Linked DNA regions of Mus musculus: regions 1 and 2 are each linked to region 3. Evidence: chromatin contacts called from public HiChIP or PLAC-seq data. All regions are on one chromosome and are shown on one strand. Each heading gives the region's core, a stretch centred on a gene start, on an enhancer-like site or on the middle of the called end of the contact. The rest is flanking DNA. Distances are from core to core; before and after follow the strand shown. Region 1 has its middle 19 kb from the start of Gm35143. Region 2 has its middle 45 kb from the start of Gm35333. Region 3 holds the start of Gas1 (growth arrest specific 1).

Region 1 (3,975 bases), core at 1,199-3,698, 210 kb after region 3:
ATGGACTGGAGCACACGGCTAAGGTGCCAATTCTCCTCCCAGTGAGATTGTTTTTAGCATTCACATGGAAATGCAAAGGGAACTGGAATGGCTAAAATGAGCAATGAGGTGAGAAGAACCAGCCTGCAGAGTCCAGAGCTTCCCCAAGACTCTAAGGTTTGGGTGGAGAGACAGACACAAATCAGTGGAACAGAACCGAATTGATGTGACTTTAGACAGCATTGCAAAAACTACTCGACTGAAGGAGGGTCTTACTAACTCACAGTGCTGGTGTAACCTGCTGTACACAGAAGCAACAAAATTCACCTCCGTGTAAGTGCTGATCTAATATAAAGCTCGCTTCAAAGTCTGTAATGGAATCAAATATAAAACTGTAGCATTAAAAGGGTTGGGGGGAAATCTCAAATACCAGAAGTCTAATGATGCATGAAAGGAAAAATTAGTAACTGAACTTTATTGAAAAATGTAAAACTTTCGTTGTGTGAAAAACCTGATATCATCATGAAAAGACAAGCTACCAGGTGGAGGATATATTTACAAAACAATAAATCTGGCCGAGGGTTAGCATACAGAAAGTACAAAGATTCCAAGCAGGCATGGTTCCTTAAGCCAAATAGGTTACATCCCATAGGGTGCCACTTATTTAGCATTATTTCAAGATAAGTGAGCTCCAGGAAATTATTGAGGAGAAGGAGAACAGGGGGATCCCAGGTGTGTCTCTTAAGAGAGCAAAGCAAAGAACTCTGATGAACGCATTCTATGCATTGAGTCTATCTATCAGTGTCAGGACCCTTGGTGCAACATTGTTTCAAAGTTTCGTAAGACTTGATCACTGCGAGAAAGAGCCAAGCACACGGGTGTTTCGAACAACTGCAGGGAATCCCTAAGCGTCTCACGGCACAGTTCAAATTTTTAACTTTATTTTAAATTACATATACACATTTGTTGAGCGCCTAGAATACGTTGGACACATCACAGAACTGGAGAGGCAAGCAGCACTCAGAGAAAGAAAGGGAGAGGAGAGGAGGAAGGGACTCTGGGTTCTAAAAATGTATATAAAACCTGGGTTGTATATACAACTAGCAAATACAACTAGCAACGACATACATGTATATCCAATAGCAACGGGTCATTTGTGGCTCTGCACTCCCCCTCAGAAGGCACGTGGTTTCAGAGAACCCCTAGCATGCTAACCCTCATGTTTTGCTGGCCTTCATGGCCTTCATGGCCTTCATGGCCTTCCTACCTCACACCTTTGCTGATCATGAATGAATACATAAACAGCTGAGAGGGGGTGTTCTACTGATTCCTGGCCTCTCTGAACCCCAGAGCATGCCAGCAAGCCACAGCATCTTCATCAAGACCACGGCCATTGTCAGTCCCTTCCGTAGAGATTATGGGGCAAATTTTTTTCTAAAAGAGTAGCTAGCTCAGCTAACGGGCCACTGTTTGCTTAAGCTATATCTTTTTTGAACCAATGAGAATGTAACTCAAAGAGCAAATTGGTCTTTCAACAGCACCTCCCTATTCCCTGCCAGTGTGTGGCACCCCATCTGGACCTCCGGGAGACTGATACATTGATGTCGAATCACCGGTTTCCAGAAACTTCTTACCCCCCACCCACTTCTCGAGCCTGTGCCCAGTTCCAGGTCCTGCTGGCCTTTTCATTCTGTGCAGTGGAGGGAAGGGGGACATAATTCCCAGGGTTGAGAGCTGGCAATGGGACACACAGAAGCCCAGCTACCACCACCGAGTGCGGCCATTCAGAGCTCCGTGTGCCAGTGGGTGAGGCTTCCCACCCTTGGTTCCGGTGACTTGGAATGCCCAGGGCCTAAATTTAATTAACTTCTCCAAGCCGGGACTTTTCCATCGCAGCCTGCATCCTGCTTCGTGGGGTGGCAGGACTCAAGGGCTCCCCGCACAAACAGGAGGCCAGGGACCTTAGTGGCCGCAGCAGGCAAGTACAACAGGGCCAGTAGCATCCTCATTAAACACTGATTAGCAAGTGGACTCGGTCCAGGCTAGCGCAGAGCTGAATGAGAGAGATTTCTTTCTTCTCTTTTTTTTGCCGACAGTTGATCAGATGTAGGCAATTAAGAACCCCCACACCTCCAGCCCTGGTATTTTTTTTGAAGCAGGGAGCTCATACCAGCCGAGCCATAAAGACGCCATTGTCTCTAAGAACAATATACCCCACTAATCTCACTTCTGGCAATTTACTTTTTCTTCCCAAGCAGATTTAGGAAAAAAAAAAATCTTTGAAAGAGTCCGGGGGAGGAATACTTCATAGTATCTAATCCTACGGCAAAGTGGGAGTTTTCGTGTTCCGTCAGCTTTTCTTTGAATGGGCACTGGATAAATAAACTTCTACTGCCCGGCCACATTGAGGCGGAGACCGTGAGGATCCAATTATGCATATGGAGGCGTGTGCTTTCTGGTTTGCAAATCAAACACAAAGAGGGTAGTGCCAGAGGGCCTTATGCTCGGGCCTCAGCACAAACTCCTGGACTCGCCAGGTGAGAACCGCTTTTGTTAAGTGTTTAAAAGCAGTCGCTGCCCCTCTTTAATTTTCGTGTGGTAATTAGGCCCCCAGATCCAGTCCAACCTGGTCCACATCAGACTGCGTGCTGGCGTGGGGGTGAGGCTACGGAGTGTCCTGGAACCAGCCAGCCTGGAAGGGGGAGGAGGGGGCGTGAGCAGTGGGGAAGGGCAGGACTTTTAAGAACCCAAAAGATTTTCAGCCTAAGGGCCAAAAAGTTTGACAGGCACGCACTGAGAAGTTGTTTTTTGCCCTTAAAGAGAGAAAAGGTGGGGAGAGGGGGGAAGGAAAACAAAGGTGAGAGCCACAGGGTGGGAAGGAACACAGTGGGGGTGGGGCGGGGGAACGGGGTAGAGAGGTTGGGGGAACTGGAGTGTGGGTTCGGGGAGCAGAGGATCACAGGGCAGCATCAGAAACTTGAGCCTTAAAAAAAACAACCGCAGAACTGAAGGGTAAAGCCAACCTGCTAGCACCGAAATTTCGTTTGCATATTCAGCCAAACTGAATCCTTGTTAATGAGCCCAGCACCTCTATTGGCCTGTGCCTCAGTGGTGCTGGCTCCTGCAGAGAGTGAGGGATTTCTCTAAAAAGACCAAAATCAAGAAAAAGGAAGCAAGAAACTCCAAAGGCCCTGGAAAACAGCTAACTAGAGAGCTTCACTTCCCTGTCATGCCCCAAAGGGACCTAGGAAAGAACTGCTAACTGCTCCAGCCTTGTGGGCCTGTAGGGGAGATCCGGCCAGGCAAGCTGCTCCTTACTGCGCGTCCGTGGCGTAGATGTTCAGCTCTATATCCTGGCAAGCCCAGGTGGACAGACATCCTGTGCATTCAGTTGTTGAGTGACTCAGAACTAAGATGCTCTGTGTACTTGGAGGAGAGTGGGGTTCACTGTAGAGATCTAGCAAGGTTGAAAGCCTGCGGTGCTGGGTTACAGTGAGAAAATCCATGTCCCTATAGGAAGCACCCAGGTAACTGAGCAAGGGGAGCTACCTCACTGGAGTCGAGGGTTTCCAAGGAGCAGGAAGGAGATCTCAGGACTTTTAGAAACAACAAACATATTTCTCACTCCTTGGACACATAGTGAGTCTTTTTTCACTAGCAGAGCTTCTTGTGCTGTTAGATTTGGAGTCATGCAGTCCTAGGTTCAGAACCTGGCCTGGCTCCTAAACAGCTGTTGAAATTCCTGATATCTGTGCTGTTGAACTCCTTGGCTATTAAATAAAATAATAAAATATGCTTTTCATACCCAGATGAGCCTTATGGGAAAATCAGCCTCTGAGACTGTATCCACACCCGTGCCTGATACCTGACAGTCTGAAAGGGAAAAACACAGGTCTCCAAAAGAAATAGCGGTGTACTTGATTGACAAGACAAATAGCGGAGTCTATTTAAATATGTAGAGGTACAAATGAAAGCATTGCATCCCATCACAAAAGT
Region 2 (4,028 bases), core at 1,499-3,998, 210 kb before region 3:
TCTCCTGTAAGCAGCAAAATGTTGGGTCTTGTTTGTGTAGCCAGTTTGTTAGTCTATGTCTTTTTATTGGGGAGTTGAGACCATTGATGTTAAGAGATATTAAGGAAAAGTAATTGTTGCTTCCTGTTATTTTTGTTGTTAAAGTTGGCATTCTGTTCTTGTGGCTGTCTTCTTTTAGGTTTGTTGAGGGATTACCTTCTTGTTTTTTCTATGGCGTTGTTCCCATTCTTGTATTGGTTTTTTTCTGTTATTATCCTTTGAAGGGCTGGATTCGTGGAGAGATAATGTGTGAATTTGGTTTTGTCGTGGAATACTTTGGTTTCTCCATCTATGGTAATTGAGAGTTTGGCTGGGTATAGTAGCCTGGGCTGGAATTTGTGTTCTCTTAGTGTCTGTATAACATCTGTCCAGGCTCTTCTGGCTTTCATAGTCTCTGGTGAAAAATCTGGTGTAATTCTGATAGGCTTGCCTTTATATGTTACTTGACCTTTTTCCCTTACTGCTTTTAGTATTTTATCTTTATTTAGTGCATTTGTTGTTCTGATTATTATGTGTCGGGAGGAGTTTCTTTTCTGGTCCAGTCTATTTGGAGTTCTGTAGGCTTCTTGTATGTTCATAGGCATCTCTTTCTTTAGATTTGGGAAGTTTTCTTCAATAATTTTGTTGAAGATGTTTTCTGGTCCTTTGAGTTGAAAATCTTCATTCTCATCCACTCCTATTATGTGTAGGTTTGGTCTTCTCATTGTGTCCTGGATTTCCTGGATATTTTGAGTTAGGATCTTTTTGCATTTTCCATTTTCTTTGATTGTTGTGCCGATGTTCTCTATGGAATCCTCTGCACCTGAGATTCTCTCTTCCATCTCTTGTATTCTGTTGCTGATGCTCAAATCTATGGTTCCAGATTTCTTTCGTAGGGTTTCTATCTCCAGTGTTGCCTCACTTTGAGTTTTTTTTATTGTGTCTACTTCCCTTTTTAGGTCTAGTATGGTTTTGTTCATTTCCATCACCTGTTTGTATGTTTTTTCCTCTTTTTCTGTAAGGACTTCTACCTGTTTGATTGTGTTTTCCTGTTTTTCTTTAAGGACTTGTAACTCTTTAGCAGTGTTCTCCTGTATTTCTTTAAGTGATTTATTAAAGTCCTTCTTGATGTCCTCTACCATCATCATGAGATATGCTTTTAAATCTAGGTCTAGGTTTTTGGGTGTGTTAGGGTGCCCTGCCTGGGCGAAGTGGGAGTGCTGGGTTCTGATGATGGTGAGTGGTCTTGGTTCCTGTTAGTAAGATTCCTACGTTTACCTTTCGCCATCTGGTAATCTCTGGAGTTAGTAGTTATAGTTGACTCTGTTTAGAGATTGTTCTTCTGGTGATTCTGTTACTGTCTATCAGCAGACCTGGGAGACAGATTCTCTCCTCTGAGTTTCAGTGCTCAGAGCACTCTCTGCTGGCAAGCTCTCTTACAGGGAAGGTGCGCAGATATCTTTTTTTTGGACCTCCTCCTGGCCGAAGAAGAAGGCCCAAAACAGGGCCTTTCTTAGAAGCTGTGTTGCTTTGGCAGTTCTCAGAAGCTGTCAGCTTCTGTGGTACAGACTCTCACCTGTGCAGACTAAATTCCTAAGTTCCAGGGAGTCCCGGAACCAAGATGGCAACCGCTGCTCCTGAGGCTGAGGCCGCCTCCCAAGCCAGGCGGACACCTGTCCTCTGGTCCGGACGGTGGCCGGCTGTCTGCGGCCCACCAAGGGTGCTGCCTCAGCGGCTCTGTGCTTCTGCCTGTCCCAGAAGCTGTCCGGTTCTCTGGCGCACCCTCTCACCTGTTCAGACTAATTTCCTAAGTTCTGCTGAGTCCCGGAACCAAGATGGCAACCGCTGCTGCTGAGGCTGAGGCCGCCTCCCAAGCCAGGCAGACACCAGTCCTCTGGTCCGGACGGTGGCCGGCTGTCTGCAGCCCACCAAGGGTGCTGCCTCAGTGGCTCTGTGCTTCCGCCTGTCCCAGAAGCTGTCCGGTTCTCTGGCGCACCCTCTCACCTGCTCAGACTAATTTCCTAAGTTCCGCGGAGTCCCAATCTACAGATTCTATCCAATCCCCATTCCAACACAAATTTTTATAGACCTTAAAAGAACAATTCTCAACTTCATATGGAAAAACAAAGGACCTGGGAAAGCCAAAGCAATCCTGAACAATAAAACAACTTTGACAGTGTGATGGTTTGCCCAACATATGCTTTGCCCAGGAAGTGGCACTATTAGAGTGTGACTCTGTTGGAGTAGGTGTGTTACTGTGGATGTGAGTTTAATACTCTAGTCCTAGCTGCCTGGAAATCAGTCTTACACTAGCAGCCTTCAAGTGAAGATGTAGAACTCTCAGCTCTGTCTGCACCATGCTTGGATGCTACCATGTTCCCACCTTGATGAGAATGATTGGACCTCTGAATCTGTAAGCCAGACCCAATTAAACATTATCCTTACAAGAGTTTCCTTGATCATGGTTTCTGTTCACATCAGTAAAACCCTAACAAAGACAGAAGTTGGTACCAGGGACTGGGGTATTGCTGTGATAGACCTGGCCATGCTTTTGTCTGGAAGAATGTGGATTTGGGGACTTTGAATTTGGAAAGCAATGGAATGCATTAAATTGGGCTTAATGGGCTATCCAAGAAGAATATGAAAGACTTTGTTGCTGAGATTGATTTGAACTGTGCTGACCTGGCCCAAGTGGGTTCCATGGAGAAGAATTTCAGTATGTGGCCTAGAGACTGTTTTTGTGGTATTTTGATGAAGAATGTGGCTGCTTTTTGCCCTTGTTCAAAGAGTGTGCCTGAGGCTAAGGTGAAGAGATTTAGATTAATTGCTTTGAAAAAGAAGTCTCAAAACAGCCTGTTATAAATTCTGTTGTGTGGTTACTAAAGTTAACTCTTATAAAGAATATTTTAAAGAAAAGGAGCAAGCTGAGAAAAAAATACAAAATATATGGTTCAAGAATTAAAGGTACAACAGAAAGTGGAATGGAGCCGAATTCTATTATTTTAGGTGTTAACAGATTAAGGGAGTGGGACTTTGGGGCAAGAATTCACCCAGCTAAATTTAGGTCCAAGCATGGTGTTACACACCTTTCATCTCAGGAGACAAAGCCAAGCAGATCTCTTGAGTTCAAGGCCATCCTAGGACAAAGCAAGTTCTAGATGAAAAAAAATTCAAGTCTAGGCATGGTGGTACACATCTATAATCCCAGGAAATAGAGCCATCCACATTTATGAGTTCAAGGTCAGTCTACAGAGCAAGTTCCAGAACAGCCAAGCTTAGGCAGTGAGGGAGTTAGAAAACAGAAAGCTGGTGATGCAATAAAACAAGGGGGCTATGTTCCATCTCTAGGCAGCATCAGAGCTTGGCAGCTTTGACCATGTGGTTCTGGCTTTAGAGTCAAGAATATACAGGACTATGGGGACAATTGATGTTGGCTAGATGGAGCTAAGAAATTAGCAGTGATTAAGAAGAAACCAGTATCACTGAGGTGAAATCTTCTGGGAAGTGTTTTCTGAGAGCACAAAGAAGCTGTGTTCAAGAGGTTGCCAAGGTTGTACTTCATGCTGCAGCTGTACTTGGTAATGTGTAAGAATAATTCATGTGGTACTGCTTTTGAAGGCATGCAGGGGTCATAAAGAGCAGCTGAGTCTTGGCACTGTGACAGGCTATGGAAGGCCATTGACGAAGGTGCAGCCTCAGTTGTAGTTGACAGCCCAGGACGGAAGGGTTCATACAAAGGATTTAAGGCTTGACACTATAAAGAGAGCCTATGAGAGGCCATTGGCAAAGCCTTGTTGCAGCAGAAAACCCCAGTGAATTGCAGATGCCAGTGCCATGGGATGATCATCAAGAACATCAGCAGCAATGAAGTGAATCAACCTGAGCTTAGAGTACAGCAGAGGGCAGAACTGGAGAAGTGATGCCAGCCCTTTGGAGGAGCCCAGAAGATCACGTGTGGATCCCAGACATTGAAACAAGAAGCTGTAACATTGAAGTTTCCTTGGAGATCC
Region 3 (3,746 bases), core at 220-2,719:
AACCATGAATTAGGGTTAGGGTAGGAGCACGGTGGCTTCACACAGCTCAGTCTGCCTCTCTCATCCTGTGAGGTTTCAGAGACAGCTTCCTCAGCCTAGGCAGCCAGCTTTTCCCAAAAGCCAGGTTAATCCGTCAGGCCCTCACTCTCGCCCTTTCAAACTCTTTAACTCTTTGGAGAGGTGGACAGTCCACTTTCTGAACGCACTGCAGCTGGGGCTTCCTTTGCTTCAGCAGCGATTTAGCCTTAAATTTTGTGACAGACTGAGTTGATAGTCTCACCATGGAAAGGGGAGAGGAAGGAGCCAGTTTTTGACAGGCCACAGACTCGCGGTGCCTCTAGTGGCCAAAAGCTGCATTGCGCCACAGTTAAGGTCGCTTGAGAGAGTCCTGCTCTGACTGCAAAGCCCGCTCTGCTGGTGGCTTTTGCTTTAAACACAGCGAGGAACTGAAACGTGCAGTTTAAAGCACGTAGCGGGTCAATTTACCCTCGTCCTCTGTGCTGTAACTGCAGCCAGGTGGTAGCGCTCAGCATTCCCAGGGTTTTTAATGCTAAGATTTGTCATTGCCGTTCGTATTTAAAAAAAAAAATCGTGAGTAAAGAAATAGTTTCAGTTCTTTGGATTTCTTAGTTTGAAAACGATGTCCAGTGCGAGGGCCTTACCTGCCGGAAAGGGGGACTGAAAGCTGGTGGAAAGTGTCCTTCTTGTGGTGGTGGTAGAGGTCGTGGTTGTGATGGTGGCTCGGTGTGTGTGTGTGTGTGTGAGAGAGAGAGAGAGAGAGAGAGAGAGAGAGAGAGAGAGAGAGAGAGAGAGAGAGAGACAGAGAGAGAGACAGACAGAGAGAGACAGAGAGAGAGACAGACAGAGAGAGAGACAGAGAGAGACAGACAGAGACAGAGACAGAGAGAGAGAGAGAGAACCCGTGTGTGCCCGCGCGCGCAATCTGTGTCTAAGTTTTTAAAGTCTTACAATGAATTCTCAAAACTCCCTGCCTTCGCTATACCCCCCGAGGTGATCAGAACTCAGAGATGAGGAGCCTGAAAATTAAAGTGACTTTCGAACTTTCTCGGATGCAAAGATGGGGGATCAGTAAGAATTAATAAAAGTGTCCCCCCACCCAAACAAAAAGGGGGCGGAGGAAGGGAACAAAAAGGCCGGTGGCTGAGCCGGATGCAGGCAGCTGGCCCTAAGCCCTGCCCGCTGGCTCTGTGCGCGAGCTGGGGTTCGGTATCCCAGCCTCCTGAAGAGTGGGAGGAGCTGGGCCTGTGTCAGGCTCCCTAAGCCGTTCCTTTCAAGCCCTGAATGCCTGAATGTGAGCTGCCCACCGCCCTCCCCCACTCTGCAGCCCCACTCCAGCGGCTCGGAAAAAAAAAAAAAAGTTTCAACAACAACAGGCTGGACCAATAGCAGCTCGCAAAGCCGGGGAAGGGGGCCGAGCAAAGGGCGCCGGAGAGTGGAGAAAGGAGAAAGCGGGCAAGCCTGGAGCGCGCGGGGCCAGGGCTCGGCGAGCCGGAGGAGCGTTGCTAATGTTTTTGTTTGTTTGCTTTTCTATGCATGCATAATGAGGGGGCGCCGCGGCACCACACGGGGGCTCCCGGCCCACTTTTGTATTTAAAGCCTCGCGGCGAGCTAGTCCGCAGCCGGGCTCCGCGGATCCGCTCCCCAAGCTCCGGGTCTCGGAGCAGAGAAACGCTCCGAGTTTCGGGGTCCTCCCTGCGCCTGGCGCCCAGAACTTCCCGGAGCGCGGCCCAGACCGGGGTAGAGGGGGAGGGGACCAAGCGTCCTGGCCGCGGGAAGGCGGGATGCCAGAGCTGCGAAGTGCTACGCGCCGCTGAGCCGGGAACCGAGGAGCCGCCGGCCGCACGACTGTCTGCAGGCGCCTAGCACCATGCACCCCCGGCGCCGCGCGCTCCTGCAGCTTCGCCGCGTCCCCCCGGAACGGCACTGAGCGCCTCCAACCGTCTACCGGACCCGGACCTGCGTCGCCGCGCTTCTCAGGGAGCCCCGGCCGCGGTGCCGGAGCGAACACCCGCCTTTACCAGCCGCGGGGCCGCCGGCATGGATGGATGAGGACGCCCATGCCAGAAGTGCGCGGAACTCGGACAAACTTTTCCAGCGGCCCCGCGGCCGCCACCCGAGCCTCGTCTCCGCTCCGCACCGCGTCCGGCGGCCGCTGCTGCCCGCGATGCTAGCCGCGCTGCTGGGCGGCGCCGGGGCCCGCACGGGGACCTTGCCGGGCGCCTTGCTGTGCCTGATGGCGCTGCTGCAGCTGCTGTGCTCGGCACCGCGGGGCTCGGGGCTAGCGCACGGCCGCCGCCTCATCTGCTGGCAGGCGCTGCTGCAGTGTCAGGGCGAGCCCGACTGCAGCTACGCCTACAGCCAGTACGCCGAGGCTTGTGCGCCGGTGCTAGCGCAGCGCGGCGGGGCTGATGCTCCGGGGCCCGCCGGCGCCTTCCCCGCCTCGGCCGCGTCCTCGCCGCGCTGGCGCTGCCCGAGCCACTGCATCTCGGCGCTTATCCAGCTCAACCACACGCGCCGCGGGCCCGCGCTGGAGGACTGCGACTGCGCGCAGGACGAACACTGCAGGTCCACCAAGCGCGCCATCGAGCCCTGTCTGCCGCGCACCAGCAGCGTGGGCCCGGGCGCGGGAGCGGGCTCGGTCATGGGCTGCACTGAGGCCCGGCGGCGCTGCGACCGGGACAGCCGCTGCAACCTGGCGCTCAGCCGCTACCTGGCCTACTGCGGCAAGCTTTTCAACGGGCTGCGCTGCACAGACGAGTGCCGCGCGGTCATCGAGGACATGCTGGCCGTGCCCAAGGCGGCGCTGCTCAACGACTGCGTGTGCGATGGGCTGGAGCGGCCCATCTGCGAATCGGTCAAAGAGAACATGGCCCGCCTGTGCTTCGGCCCAGATGCGAGCAACGGTCCGGGCAGCAGCGGCTCGGACGGGGGCCTGGACGACTACTACGACGAAGAATATGACGACGAGCAGCGCGCTGGGGCCGCGGGCGGCGAGCAACCCCTGGACGACGACGACGGCCTTGCGCGCCCGGGCGGCGGCGCTGCTGCGGCGGGCGGCCGCGGAGACTTGCCCCACGGTCCCGGGCGCAGGAGCAGCAGCAGCGGCAGTGGAGGCCACTGGGCGAATCGAAGCGCCTGGACCCCGTTTGCCTGTTTGCTGCTGCTGTTGCTCCTGCTGCTCGGGTCACACTTGTAGCTCCTGCGCCCCTGCTGCAGGCTGCTCCAGGCCGGTATGCACGACCCAGCTGGTTCCCGAGCAGGGCACCTGTGGCTCGGAGACCGGAGATGGTCGGGAACACTGACCCACACTCTTCCTGGGTGGACAGGGCCCAGCTCGTACCGCAGCCAACATGTTCGGCCCTCTTCTGTGCGGTTTTCCAGGCTGCAGAGATAACCGGCTGATCTATACTGCCAGCTCTAATCTGCAGAATTCGGGACACCCTGCAAAAGCAAAGGAGGCCTAGACTCAGAGTGCTGAACGGTGGGGGTCTTTCAAGTTCCAATGGACTTGGAGAAGGGATGTTGAGGGAATTAGGTTTGCAAAGGGGCCGGGTTTTTATTTGTCTGTTTGTTTTGTTTTTAAACTGTTTTCCGGTGAGGGAACACATAGTACTGGTAACGACTTAAATTGCTTGTGACCACTGAGAAACACAGCAATCGTAAGTAAATAGAAAAGTTCCCCTTACCGATTCATTCCTGTGCTCTTGGTGTATCTATCCATCGGT

Evidence for each region. HiChIP or PLAC-seq counts read pairs in DNA pulled down with a chosen protein or histone mark.
Region 1: a contact with region 3 is called in an H3K4me3 HiChIP or PLAC-seq map of embryonic limb bud, with 4 times the contacts expected there. The contact joins the enhancer-like site here to the promoter of Gas1 in region 3. A contact is called at or near these places in 7 of 39 promoter capture datasets (3T3-L1-derived adipocytes, cranial neural crest, embryonic stem cells and 4 more), 1 of 15 datasets of contacts at CTCF or cohesin (the NIH/3T3 cell line), 9 of 484 Hi-C or Micro-C datasets (epidermal suprabasal cells, forebrain, liver and 4 more), 17 of 115 datasets of contacts at active chromatin or transcription factors (VIP interneurons, astrocytes, craniofacial prominence and 13 more) and 1 of 9 other capture datasets (adipose tissue).
Region 2: an H3K27ac HiChIP or PLAC-seq map of stem cell-derived neural progenitor cells shows a contact between it and region 3, with 2.4 times the contacts expected there. The contact joins the enhancer-like site here to the promoter of Gas1 in region 3. A contact is called at or near these places in 7 of 39 promoter capture datasets (cranial neural crest, embryonic stem cells, frontonasal cranial neural crest and 4 more), 3 of 115 datasets of contacts at active chromatin or transcription factors (embryonic limb bud, forebrain and stem cell-derived neural progenitor cells) and 1 of 9 other capture datasets (adipose tissue).

The regions. Positions count from the first base shown.
Region 1 is chr13:59,969,989-59,973,963 of GRCm38.p6, reverse strand. No RefSeq gene overlaps it. Among named protein-coding and RNA genes, the nearest start is that of Gm35143, 19 kb to the left of the region's middle. Within about 2 kb of position 2,448, at least 67 of the 459 cell types and tissues checked have an H3K27ac peak or open chromatin away from gene starts, as enhancers often do. A contact at or near this core is called in craniofacial prominence, embryonic brain, embryonic limb bud and 3 more, where this site is marked.
Region 2 is chr13:60,387,506-60,391,533 of GRCm38.p6, reverse strand. No RefSeq gene overlaps it. Among named protein-coding and RNA genes, the nearest start is that of Gm35333, 45 kb to the left of the region's middle. Within about 2 kb of position 2,748, at least 2 of the 459 cell types and tissues checked have an H3K27ac peak or open chromatin away from gene starts, as enhancers often do. A contact at or near this core is called in stem cell-derived neural progenitor cells, where this site is marked.
Region 3 is chr13:60,175,258-60,179,003 of GRCm38.p6, reverse strand. Gas1 (growth arrest specific 1) reads left to right here and starts at 1,469. Exons shown (of 1, transcript NM_008086.2): 1 at 1,469-3,746. The coding sequence starts at 2,063. The coding sequence ends at 3,217.